Linked DNA regions of Rattus norvegicus: region 2 is linked to region 1. The links are chromatin contacts, called in public Hi-C maps. All regions are on one chromosome and are shown on one strand. The core of a region is the stretch at or near the end of the contact, and the rest is flanking DNA. Distances in the headings are between cores, read along the strand shown.

What was found. Hi-C and Micro-C count contacts between places; a contact is called where the count stands out from the background.
Region 2: a Hi-C map of mammary epithelial cells shows a contact between it and region 1, with 2.8 times the contacts expected there. The contact joins the promoter of Hras here to the promoter of Ric8a in region 1. A contact is called at or near these places in 6 of 12 Hi-C or Micro-C datasets (the A7r5 cell line, the Rat2 cell line, Schwann cells and 3 more).

The regions. Positions count from the first base shown.
Region 1 is chr1:205,362,211-205,368,892 of GRCr8, reverse strand. Ric8a (RIC8 guanine nucleotide exchange factor A) reads right to left here and starts at 4,097. Exons shown (of 10, transcript NM_001100520.1): 1 at 3,783-4,097; 2 at 3,447-3,494; 3 at 2,767-3,357; 4 at 2,379-2,470; 5 at 1,757-1,907; 6 at 382-477; 7 at 140-284; 8 at 1-61. The coding sequence starts at 3,866. Bet1l (Bet1 golgi vesicular membrane trafficking protein-like) reads left to right here and starts at 4,187. Exons shown (of 5, transcript NM_019368.4): 1 at 4,187-4,345; 2 at 4,991-5,119; 3 at 6,169-6,260; 4 at 6,485-6,541. The coding sequence starts at 5,101.
Region 2 is chr1:205,726,504-205,733,185 of GRCr8, reverse strand. It overlaps Hras (HRas proto-oncogene, GTPase), which reads left to right and starts at 3,932. Exons shown (of 5, transcript NM_001098241.1): 1 at 3,932-4,056; 2 at 4,900-5,051; 3 at 5,247-5,425; 4 at 5,577-5,736; 5 at 6,459-6,682. The coding sequence starts at 4,941. The coding sequence ends at 6,578. Lrrc56 (leucine rich repeat containing 56) reads right to left here and starts at 2,788. Exons shown (of 13, transcript NM_001024902.1): 1 at 2,706-2,788; 2 at 1,827-1,897; 3 at 201-388. The coding sequence starts at 377.

The sequences.
Region 1 (6,682 bases), core at 2,848-5,347:
CCCCTGGCAGCCAGGAGGCCAGCAGCATTCCCGTAGCCTGTGTACTTGATGAATCGGGGCACTGAAGACCAGGGCAGAGGTCAATGTGTGAATATGGCTGTGGCAGGGGAGGCCTGGGGCTTGGGCTCCCCCAACTCACCACTCTCAGAGCATAAGACAAAGAGGAACTCAGCAGCTACTCTCTTCACATCTGTATCCAGGTGTGTCATGAGGCGGACAAGCTTGTTTCGGAGCAGGTCCCCCACCTCAGGCCGAGTCCTCACATCCCTCAGAGGGGGCAGGACCTAGGGAGGCAGCTGTCTCTAAGTGTTGGCTTGGAGCAGCCAGAGCCCTATATAAAGGATCCCCAGGTCCCCCAGATCCGTCTCATTTTTCAAGTACCTGGGCCTTCAGGAACTTCCTGGCAGGACGGTGCATGCGGGCACATTCTGTCAACACGCTCAGCACCGGTGCCACACACTCCTTCAGCCTGTGGGTCTGCAGAAGGGCTTCTGTTACTGTCATATGCTCCCCAGGCGAGATGGGGCTACACTGCACCCTTCACCAGAGGTTCTGACAATCGCTTATAAAGAGGCCATGCTGTAGAAAGTTAGCTAAGGGCCAAAGACAGTGCTGGGCGTTTATTAGTTTAAGAAGGTATGGAAACATTAAGCCAGTCATGGGGGTACCAGCCTGTAACTCCAGCACTTGGGAGACAGGAAAAATCAGAAGTTCAAGTTCACCCTTGCCTGCACGGGGTCTAAGAAGAGAGAGTGATGGAAACCAGACCTACTTCTGGAAGTGACTGAAACTTTGTGACTTGGGGGCCAACAACTTGCTTCTTCAAAACCAACTGTTACAAGTATGAACCAGGGCCAGGAACAAAACAAACGGAATTTGAAGCTGTCCGCACACCTGAGGTACACCCTGCCCTCAGGAAACAACAAATAGCAGATTTCCTATTCAAAGTGCCTCCCGGACAGCAAACAGTGCACCTATCCCTTCTCTGCCTAATGCCAGCAGCTGCAGCAAGAGGAGCAGGCAGCTGATCGAACTCACTAAGCTTAGCAACATGGCTCCTCAGATGGAGTGAATCTCAATCTAGGGCTTTCAGCTGTGGGGGCTCCACAAGGATAGGCTAGACCACCCGCTCTCTGTATGTCCCATGGAAACCCATAGGAGTCAAGAAACTGGGTTATGCCTCTTTAAGATGCAGAGGACAGCTGGGGGATGACGGTGACGTCGGTGCACATTTTTAATTCTAACACTCGGGGCAGAGGCAGACAGATCTCTGTGAGTCTGAGGCCAGCCTGGTCTACAGAGTGAGTTGTAGGACAGCCAGGGCTACTGTCTCAAAAAAAAAAAAAAAAAACATAAAAAATAAAAAATGCAGAGGGACAAAACTGATGTCACCTCTGGCTGCCTATATATAGAAACAGTTGGAGGCTGAGGGTCACAAGCAAGAACCAAAGGCTTCTGAGAACCACTTAACAGGACCACAGAGACCTAAAAGGTAACTGTCACCTTAGTAGACCCTGAGAGGCTTGTTTTTCTTTGGTAATCAGCAGCAGCAGGGTTCACACACATGGTGTGTCCGCAAGCTTCTGAGAGGACCTGACTGAGCGGCCACCATCTAGCTATACCACGGAGAATCAGAAGACCTGTCCTGGATATACCATCAAGCTGAGCTCTACTTGCCAGTACCAATGGTGCAGAAACAGTAGCCATAACTGGTACCCAAGCCCCTGGGCATCCACATAGCAGGTCCCCCTCCTACCTGGTGCAGACGCTTCTCTAGGAAGGCAAGGAGGGCATTGATCACATCCATATTAACTCCCATAAACTCTAAGGATCCTTCGTGTAGCTCCAGAGCGAGAAGGACATCCAAACATTTGAGGGGCAGGTTCCCCAGGAGATTCACGGTGTGGCTGGGGACAGACAGAGGCCTTGACACAGTAACCATATTTAGCACAGATACAATCCCTGGCCCTTCTCCTGGGGTACACATGATATGTGGGCCCGAAGGATAGCACTGAGGCAAGGGCAGTTGGTACCCCAACTCGAGTTTGGTGGGGAAACACTGTAGACTCTATCTGCACCATTCTGTCTGAGCTGAGATGCCAAGCAATCTCTCAGTTTCGAGAGACTGGCTGAGGCACCAGCAAGAGACCATGCGGCCTCCACCTAAGGCCCTGTCTCTAAGTTCAAAACTCTTCTTAGTCATACCCTGAGTTCCCTAGGCTCTCTGAAAACACACCGGGATCCCGTTCCCCATGATGTCACACTCAAAGGTGGGGCCCGGGCTCCCAGGTGCTTGAGTCACAGCTAGGGTTAAGGACTTCTGTACCCATACCTAGGCAACTCCTGCCATCCCCAACATAGTAAGTCCTGCTCCTCACCCATGGAACTCCTCTGTGCGGTCTCCAGCAGCATCAGCCATCACACAGTGCCGCAGAAGGGTCCCCAGGTACCGGTAAAGGGCAGCGTCCTCCTAGCCAAAGACGGAAAGGGGCTCCCGTGAGAATAAGACCCTATTCTTATGACCCAAGGCCACATGGTGATCACTAGGCCCTGTCCACAGCACACTTGGTCACCTGAAGCATTATGGAGAATACCCGTCCCCAGCCCCATGCACAACACAGCTCAGAAACCTTGAGTTCCTGCCTAGATTGTCCTCTAGTCCTTGCCATATCCGACACCCTGCAACTTGAGGCACACAGGGAAGCAAACCCACAAAATGCCCCAGCTGAGCTGAGTCCCACCCATTGACTTCAGACTACAACCTACCTCATCAACCTCCCTCTTAACAGAGTCGTAGGTGATGTTAAAGAGCACTTTGAGGATTTCCATGGCCCGCTCTGTCTCTTGGGCTGGAAGTATCACCAGAGGGTTTTCTTTGGGGGCCACACCCAATGTCAGTTCCAGCGCATCGGTCAGCAGGCGCACGCCATGCAGCTCCTGAAACAGCTGCTGGCGCACATCAGTGCGAAGGGCTGTTAGCAGGAAAAGGAGCCTTAAGTCAAAGAACTGGACTTCGTGGGGATAGCTCCTTTTGCGGTACAGTCCCACACGTTCCGCTAGCCTCACCACCAGTCGAGCCTCTGCTGCTAGCATCTGTGCTGTAGGACTGCTGAGCACAAGATTACACAGGCATTTGAGAGACTCGAGGAGGACATCCATGTCTGGGGGCTGTGGGATGGGCTCCTCTGAGATGGCAATGTCGGCATAGCAGGCTAGTGCGTGTAAACTCTGGCGGCTAGCAAATGAGTCCAGGCAGCTGCGGTCTCGGGATAGGATTCGGATAGTCTGCAGCCAGGTGACACGGTGTTTTGGTGACAAGCCCTGCTCCAGTACGGAGACCAGCAGCTTTGCGAGTCTCTGTGGGAAGGGACAAAAATGGTTCCACTAGGCCCTCTTCTTGGGGCAGCCCGTGCTTGCCCTAGGAACCCCCTTGGGCTGACACCTACCTTCCTGTCCTCCTGCTGTGCATCATCGAAGGTGAAGCTCTGGGAATGCTGCAGGGAGACCCAGGAAGCTCAGTTCCACACGCAGGTAGGACCTGTGCTCCTCGAGAAGCAGCAGGTCTGCTTCTACCTCTGAAGCAGCAGCCATCGCTGTGTACGTAAAGCAAGGCCCACCCTCGCCACCCATACACCTGACTACCACAGAGGCACCGCCGTGGCCCAGCCCACCACCCACCGCCCTGCTCCCTGCCACACTCGCACGCACACCCCAGCCGAGTGGCGAGCAACCGGCTGCTTCCTCACTTCCTGCAATTTCCTCGGCAGCTGGATGCCTCTCACCTCTCGGTTAAACGACCGCAGAGCTTCTGTCACCGCATCTTCCTCTCCCGTCTCCAAGGCATCCGCAACTGCCCGGGGCTCCATGGCCCCTGGCACGGGGTGCTAGAAGACTTGGGCTGGGAAGACGCAATCGGCCAAACCCGGGGACTCCGCCCAGGTCCGGAAGCCCAGCGTCCACGCGTGAGGAATGCTGGGAGAACAGCCGAGCCTAGGGTGTGTACAGGCGCGGGGCTGGCCTCCGGCTTAAGGTGGAGCAACCCGGCTGTGGCCGCTGAGCGGCTTGTCTTGGAGCAGCGATGCTAGCTAACTAAGCAGTATCCTCCTTTTGAGCCCTTCTCTCTAGCCCGACTTCCTGGCGGGCGGGGGTGGGGAGTGGGGTGTGGCTTGGCCGGCGCGTAAACCTTTCTCCTTACACTCTTGTTCCCGTACTGTGATAAAAGAGGGAGCGCCGGCTCCTGGCCGCTTAGTCAGTTGGGGAAGACGATTCTCGCGGTCATCTTCCTGATGCTCATCTTCCACGGGAAATAAGGAAAGAGAAGTACGACTTGGATGGTCAAAATAATGTACGTGGTTAGCCGGGCATAGTAACGCACGCTTTTTTAAATTTCAGCACTCGAGAGGCAGAAACGGGCAGACCTATCTAAAAACAATCAAAAAACCAAACCACCAAAATAATGTGGTTATCAAAAGAAAAGGGCAATTGCAGAGTGTATGAGGAAGGATCGGAGAGAAGGAAGTGAAGAACACCGGTGGAAAAGCGACTCCCGCGGGAGGAGCAACGGAGGGGCGGCTAGCCGCGGCGTGTCTGGGGTTAGAAGCGTAGGAACGTTGTATAGTGGGGAGCCAGGTCTGCATGCCACTTAGCTTAAGGCAGAGTCGGTGCACCCCACGGTGACACAAGCAATGTTCCAGAGGATAATGCCGCCCGCTGTGCTAACCGGCGCTTGCCTCTACTCAGTGTCAGGTCCTTTGCCAGTCTCTTTCGCTTCTGCTCGTCCTCCCCATCCTGTCGTTCTCACTTGGGGACTTTGCAGCGCCCGAGGTACCCGACCCTCGGCTCCAGGTTGGGGTCTGAGCTCCTGCTCCGGGTAATACCCACAGCGCGGGACTAATACTGCTGACCAATCCGTAGGCCCGAATGCTGGCGGCCCGCCCTTCCCTTATTTACATTCCAGTGTAGAACTACAAGTCTGTTTCTTCCGCTTCAGACTCTTCTCCCGGAAGTTATTAGACCTGAGGCGGAACCGGAAGACCCAGGTAGTGGTGCCACGTCCGTCGCTGTGTTGCCTACTCCCCGAGTGGGACCTCGGAAGGCGCGATGGCAGATTGGACTCGAGGTGAGCGCACCTGAAGGTAGTTGGGATAGGAGGCAAGGTCTAAGTCTGGAGTACGAGCCATCAATTTTTCCTCGGTGGAGGGATCTGCGTGGGATGGCGCTTACGTATTCCAGGAAAAACAGGGCCAGATTTCAACTGGCACTGCCTTGGAACCCAAGCCGGCATGACATCAGTTTGTGTGTATGGTTGATGCCAAGGGCTGGAAGCAGAAGGTCCAAGCAGGGACTTACAGGGCTCAAGTGCCTCGTTTCACACACACCCTCCGCCCCCGTGCCTGTGTTCAGTCTGACAGTTGTGATACTGAGGCTTCTACTATACTAACTATGTAGTGGTTGGTAGGACACAGCCGTCTGTCTTTTAGAGTCTGGTCGCCCCTGTTTGCTGGTGCTGCTGGCTTTCCCCTTAGGTGGGTCATATCGAGGCTGGATTTTTATGCTTCAGACCAGTGCCAGTCACACTTAGGCAGGTGATTCTCAACTACATACCGTGACAGAAATTCTTCATGTCTAGTCTCTGTCCGTCGGAGTAAGGTTTCCACAGGAGAGTGCTCTGGGGCTTCTAGAGATCCTGTGTGGGTTGTAGCAGTAGGGATTGGTAGTTTCTACAGTAAAAGGCCTTTCTTACACTTACCTTGGACTTGATTCCTAAGTCATCCCCACACAGCCTTCCTGTCACCTGCTTTGTTGTTCTGTTCTGTTTTCCCTATAATCCCTACCAGATTGAGACCTGTCCCATACTCTCAGATGGTGATTTCAGCTAAGGCAATATTCATTTTGGTCCAGGAACAGTATACAACAGGGTAGTGTAGATTGACCTGCTGGTTCCCTGTCTCTGCCTGGGCATTGCACACAAGTACTCCCATGACCCATGCTTCCTGTCTGGTGTGTAGGTGGTCTACCTGTTGGAACATAGGGTGGAACATGCTAAGTGAGCAGAAGGATATGGGTGGAATGCCCTTAGAGGTCTCACCAGGCCAGGCTCCACTGGAGCAAGGAGCCAAGGACCACATTTATGAGTGAATTCTACCCTTCAGCCTCTTTGTCTTGCAGCTCAGAGTTCTGGTGCTGTGGAGGAGATTCTAGACAGAGAGAACAAGCGGATGGCTGACAGCCTGGCCTCTAAGGTCACCAGGCTTAAATCGGTTAGTGGTGGCCCTTTTCCCTTCCATGAGACACTTTGGTGAGTGGGGCTGAGTGGGTAGAAAGGAAGCCATGCTGTCCGTGGGTGTGCTGACTGAGGAATGCTTCAGGTAATACCTTGGCCTTTTTAGCTTTTTCTAGTAATAGGTACCTAGCAGAATCTGAAGGGAAGATGGGCACTGCACTCTGTGTCCTTGCTTGACTGTGCCTTCTGTATCCCAACCAGCTGGCTTTGGACATCGACAGGGACACGGAAGACCAGAACCGATACCTAGATGGCATGGTAAGTGCCTGTATTACGTACAAATCATAGTCAGCTCTACCCCCATGCCGCCTGCTCTTCTGCCTCTAACCCTTCAGCGCTAGTACAGTTGGGCCGTCACAGATCCCAGCTCTATGTGATCCCGTTGGGTCTCTCCCGCAG
Region 2 (6,682 bases), core at 2,683-5,182, 360 kb before region 1:
GGCCTCGACCAATAGTTATGGCATCCTAGCCCAACAGTGCCATCTGTGGTCTCAGTGCCTGTCACTCAGTGCTGGCAGGGACTCTAAGGGTGGAAAGGCAGGGGGTACCTAGTGGAGGAAAACCTAGATATCAGCAGAAGGGGTACCAGGATGTCACGTCATGCAGATCCATGGCGGAGTCCCGGGCCCCAATCACTTACCAGTCGTGCAGGGGATAGATGCTCCTCCACCCGCCGCTCCCTGTAGATATCCCCATGGCTGCCCAGTCTCTTGTTTTGTGGTTGGGGGTTGTTTAGGCCCTGCCAGCTCAGCTCCCGTACCCGGATACTAGCTGTGCCTGGTCGAGACCCCTGGGATCCATCCCAGGCTGGGTCCATCCACGTCCAACCTGTTAAGAGAGGCAGAGGGCGGGGTTGGGGATTTAGCTCAGCGGTAGAGCGCTTGCCTAGGAAGCGCAAGGCCCTGGGTTCGTTCCCCAGCTCCGGAAAAAAAAAAGAAAAGAAAAAAAAAAAAAAAAGAGGGCAAAGTCTCCTTTATAAGGTTCTAGTTTACAGCATTGGCCCACAAAGCCACTAGATCATCTCTGATCTCCCATCAGCTTTCCAGCCTGATTAGGCCTGGCCTGAGGGGCTCGGGGCAATGTCAATGATGTCAATGGTCTAGATAACTGGATAACACACATCCCCGCCCTAGTTTCAGCTGTTTTGGGCAGGGGGACTGATACTGTCCCTTTGCTTTCTAAGAAAAGATGTATTTATCCAATTTACAATTTGTGTGTGTGTGTGTGTGTGTGTGTGTGTGTGTGTGTGTTAGTGTATGAGTGCGTGTGTGTGTGTGTATGTATAGGCCAGAGAACAACTTTGGGTGCCATTCCTCTGGTGACATCTTCGACTTTTTTTTTTTTAAAGATTTATTTATTTAATGTATGTAAGTACACTGTAGCTGTCCTCAGACACACCAGAAGAGGGCATCAGATTCCATTACAGATGGTTGCGAGCCACCATGTGGTTGCTGGGAATTGAGCGCAGGACCTCTGGAAGAGCAGTCAATGCCCTTAACCTCTGAGCCATCTCTCCAGCCCCCCATTCTTCGACTTTTGAGATAAGGTTTCTTACTGGCCTGGGACTCACCAAGTAGGCTAAGCTTTGTCTCCACAGTGCTGGCATTTTAAGCTCACCCTACCAGGCTCAGTGTTTTGTATGATAATTTGGGGATCAACCTCAGGTCTTCATGATTACAAAGCAATCAATTTGCTGTCTGAGCTATCTCCTTGGCCCCTGGTTCTATATTTGTTTCCCACAGTGTCCACACAACAAGTACTGGCTCCGAGCTTTGCCATCTGGGCTTCGCAAAGGCTGAGCTGGGACTGGAAAGCTAGCTCTGTGGTTAAGAGCACTTGCTTCTTTTGCAGAGAACCTGTGTTTGATTCCTAGCATCCATGTTGGGTGGCTTACAAATGCCTGTAACCAAGGGATCAGATGCCCTTCTCTGGCCTCTGAGGGCATTACACACACACACACACACACACACACACACACACACACACACGTACGTACGTGCACACGCACGTGCTTATAAGATAAAGAATTTTTTTTTAAAGGCTGTGAAGCTAGGGATACTGAACAAGATGCCCGTAGTGACCAGCAGCAAGTAGTTACTGACAGTTCCCTGGGCTGCCCCAGACCATGGCTGTAGATCTGCCTTCATTAGTGGTCTCTTGAGTCTGGGTTCAGGATCAAGATAGCACACATTCCGGTCCCCAGCTCCGAAAAAAAAAAAAATATAGCACACATTCCCTCCGACCACACATTTCTCTGACTAAGTACCTGAAGGTAGCTGGCTCCTGCTGTAGGTCAAACATCCGGGCAAGGGGGCCACATGTGTCTACATGTAACACCTGTAAAAGAGAATTAGATTAGCTTCCTGGCTAGGCCACTGTGCTCTGTGGCACCTGAACTGACAGCACCCAGAAGCAAGCAGTACAAGAATGGGGGGGGTCTTAGGTGGGGGTCTGGTCCTGAACTCCCTGTGACCCTTCCAATGGAGGATGAAGTTCATATAATGAGGATCAGCCAGGGTCCCTCTAGATCACCCAATGCAAATGAAGACATGATCCAAATCCTACTTCCCCTCCTAAAGGTGTATGTGCTTGTCAATCATCTTCTGTAAGCCCACCTCTCCTGTACTCCTTCCCATACTTTTAAGAGTTTTTTCAGGGGGTTGGGGATTTAGCTCAGTGGTAGAGCGCTTGCCTAGGAAGCGCAAGGCCCTGGGTTCGGTCCCCAGCTCCGAAAAAAAAAAAAAAGAACCAAAAAAAAAAAAAAGTTTTTTCAGGTGCCTCTACACCTCTGGCAGGAAGCTCATATACAGTTTCTCCTTAAACATACAGAGGTCTGTGTTTGGCCCCAGATCTTATACTCAAGAGACAATGACTAGAGTGAGAACTCTATTCAGAACATTAAGTATCCTTTCTTCTTGGTCATCCTCCGTGGCCTCCATCCATCCGGGTTTGTCCGATCCCTAACTCCTGTACTCTTATCTTTCCCAGACACATTTTTCTAGTAAGAGCGATCCCCTTCCACTGCACTACATGATTTATTGCTTACTCTGTCCTGTATGCCTTGTCCCACAAGACGTGGGCTGCACTCCTCCGCCCAGGTTCCCCCTAGCACAAAGGATATGAAGAGGTGGTGCCAGGCTCTCACCTGAGGGGTGGGCTAGGGTGCCCAAGACTTGGGGCGCAGCCCTGGGCCCCTCCACCGCGGCGGTCGCTCTCTCAAGTGAGGGCTTTTATATTTTTATCACCGCGGTGGGGTTGCGGACCTGGCGCCATGGCAACGGGGGCGGGGCTCATTTGAATACCCAAATATTCGTGAGCCGCGGGCATCCGGGGCTCGGGCAAGATGAACCCCGCCCCCTAGCAACGGTTGCCGGGACACGCGGCAGATCCGGTGGAAGGGCTCCCTAGAGTAATAAGAGAGAAGGCGGAAGGCTGAACACAGTGAAGACACTCACAGTGGTTCAGAGAGCCGCCCATGAGAGGCTTCTGGCCAGCTCTCGGTTATCAGCCTGCTAGCTGAATAGACCAAGCCGAGCTTGCACCCCGGGCGGCGACCGAGGTGAGCGTGCAACCTCAGGCCTGCACCACCTGAGTAAAAACCCTGTCGGTTTTCTGAGGATGTGCTTACTCGTTTCTTTGAAATTTCAAAAAGTGTTGAAAACATGTCATTTGCGTCTGACACAGATGTACCCTACTTGCTTGAGTGGGTGGAACATTTCATTTCGCCCCAATACCAACTTTTCTGACTTTCGGGGTCGTTCTTCAAGTGGACGCAGTATGAGCTGCTGCAGTGTTGGGACCTCGAGTTTGGGAGAGGTAGGGGGTCTTCTCCAAAGCACGAGGAGCGCGGTGTAATGGGCCGACGCTGCCCCAGGATGGAGCCTTCGCTCCACCTCGGCCTACGGCAGCTAGGGGTTCCGGCGAACTCTGTCTTCCTCTGGTATTCCGCGTCCGCGGTGCAGACTGTCCTCGACTCCAGGACCCGGTCGGAATGACCTTTCCGCTCCTGGGCCTTTGGGCCTTTGGTGAGGCTTCAGGGTGGAGGCTCTTTGGCAGGCTCTCTCAACGCGACTCGAGCGTACACCAGTTTCTCTCCGGAGGAATCCCAGGCTCGTAACCACTGTCTGGGTCTCTCTTTTCTGCACCTAAGAACTAGGAATCACTGTTGACTGCAGCACCCAAGTTCCGACACCGCCCTCCCACCTAGGCTCCTCCTAGCAGCGGCTTCTGACGGATGGGTTGCTCAGCCAATCATAACAGGTGGCGGTGGGGCGGAGTTCGACCAATCATCGGCGGCCTCGAGTTGACGGACGGGCGCGGGGCGGAGCGGGGCGGGGCGAGCGCGGGCCCGGCCAAGTCCCCGCCGTCCGCGCCCGGCGCCCGCAGCCCGAGCCGCACCCGCCGCGGACGGAGCCCATGCGCGGGCCCAGTCGGCGCCCGTCCGCGCCCCCGCCCTGCCCCGGCCCCGGCCCCGGGGGCAGTCGCGCCAGCAAGCGGTGAGTGCGGGCACGGGGTGGGGTGCGGGGCGCAGGTGATCGGTGCTTCCTTGCTTCTCTCGGCCCAGCAACGTGCCTAGCGTCCGGCTGCCCGCCTCTGCGGCCGGGCTCGCTCTGCCTGTGGCCGTCCTCCCAGCGAGGCGCCGCCCGGGCCTCCGGAGACTCTGCGCCCCGCGGCCATCACGCTCCGGCCTCGGGGCCACAAGGACACCCGCGTTGGGCCCCAACCAGGGCCTTCTGCTCCCAGCTACTCCTCGCGTTCCTGCAGTCACCTGCTTCCCACACCCTCAGCTTCCTCCCACCCCTCTGTGAAGGCTCCCTGGCCCCTTGTGGAAGGTTTGTCTTAGTGGAGGGCAGGGTCCTTCTCCAGCTACCCTTCCCCCGCTGCCGGGACCGCGCCTGGCATGCAGTAGGCGCTCAGTAAATAGTTGTAGGTTGCACCCACATGCCGGCGGGCCGGAGCCGGTTGTAGGCTGGCATTGGCCTGCCTGGGCACGCTAAGGCCGCCGTGGCAGGACCTGTTTTTTGGGGGGTGGCCTCAGCCCTCAGGCGCCTCCAGTTGAGAGTTTCTGCCTACCTAGCGACTTCTAATTTGGGTGCGTGGTTGGGAGAAGCTCTCAGCTGTCAGCCCTGCCTTGGGGGCCTCTCCCTGCTTCCTCACACAGCCATTAAGTGCTGTTGGAGGAGGGTGGGGGTCCTCCCTTTTCGAGTGGAGGTGCCACAGGTGATCACCCGGGCCACTGGCTTGCTTGCCTACTCAGTGCTGGAGAGAGCCCTTGGGTTAGGCATCTATTAGCAGTCTCAAGTGGCTAGGGCCTGGCTAAGTGTGATTCTCATTGGCAGGTGGGGCAGGAGCTCCTGGTTTGGCAGCCCCTGTAGAAGCGATGACAGAATACAAGCTTGTGGTGGTGGGCGCTGGAGGCGTGGGAAAGAGTGCCCTGACCATCCAGCTGATCCAGAACCATTTTGTGGACGAGTATGATCCCACTATAGAGGTGAGCTCTGACTACCTGCCAGAGGTGGGCTCTGGCAGTGGTCATGGGTTAGAGTCCCAAACAACCAGGTCTTGAAGTTGGTATGGGTCTGATTCCTACCTGATCCATCAGGGTATGAGAGGTGCAAGGGTAGGCTGGCTCTGTGGATTCTCTGTCTAAGAAGAGGTAGGACCCTTAAGCTGTGTTCTTTTGCAGGACTCCTACCGGAAACAGGTAGTCATTGATGGGGAGACGTGTTTACTGGACATCTTAGACACAGCAGGTCAAGAAGAGTATAGTGCCATGCGGGACCAGTACATGCGCACAGGGGAGGGCTTCCTCTGTGTATTTGCCATCAACAACACCAAGTCCTTTGAAGACATCCATCAGTACAGGTGAGCCACCTATGGCTAGCCCGTGAGCCCATGGCATATGTGAGGAAGGTTCTGTGTGCACACTGAGGCTTTATGTCTTTTTTTGAATGTCCTGGACACAGTCAGGCCTGCAGTCTGCTAGCTGGCTCATATACACCCCATCCCCCTCCAGGGAGCAGATCAAGCGGGTGAAAGATTCAGATGATGTGCCAATGGTGCTGGTGGGCAACAAGTGTGACCTGGCCGCTCGCACTGTTGAGTCTCGGCAGGCCCAGGACCTTGCTCGCAGCTATGGCATCCCCTACATTGAAACATCAGCCAAGACCCGGCAGGTGAGCTTGTTCCCCTCTCCACAGCTAGTCAAGGATTCACCATGCCCCACCCCAGCCAGGGAGCAGAGCTCATCGCCCCTCTCCCTCAACACAGGGCAGCCGCTCTGGCTCTGGCTCCAGCTCCGGGACCCTCTGGGACCCCCCGGGACCCATGTGACCCATGTGACCCAGCGGCCCTCATGCTGTAAGTCTTCCAGACCGCAGGGCTGTGAGGGAGGCAAGGGCCAGGGTCTGGGCTTATGCCCTAAAGTTCTGGGTTGACATAGCTCCAGGGCAGGATGGGGTCCATGGAGAGAGCTGCCCTGAGCCAGGCCGGAGCGGTGACCCAGGGGCCTAGTTCTTCTTGTCTCCAGTGTCCTATGGAGATTTGCTATTTTAAGCCCTTAAGTGTTGTTAGGTTGTTAACCTTGAGACATACTGGGGGTCTGGGAGAGTCTGAGTTAAGTGGCTCTGATTTTTCAGTGGTATTTAGGAGTGAACCTACTTAAAGAGAGTGGCTCTGACTTTTCAGTGGTATTCAGGAGTGGACCTGCTTAAAGAGAGTGGCCTGTACTTTTTAGATGGCCAGAGCCCAGCTCCCTATTTATTTTGGTTTTGCAGCTGAGGAAGGGAGCCTCCAGCATTGGGGTGTTACCTGATCCAGTCAGGGAGTTTCTTACCCAGAGAGCAGAGCACCCCTTTCCTCCTCAGAGTCCTCTCTGATCCAGTCCCTCTGTTCCCAGGGTGTGGAGGATGCCTTCTACACACTAGTACGTGAGATTCGGCAGCATAAACTGCGGAAACTGAACCCGCCTGATGAGAGTGGCCCTGGCTGCATGAGCTGCAAGTGTGTGCTGTCCTGACACCAGGTGAGGCAGGGACCAGCAAGACATCTGGGGCAGTGACCTCAGCTAGCCAGATGAACTTCATATCCACTTTGATGTCCCTGCTCCCCCAATTCTGCCAA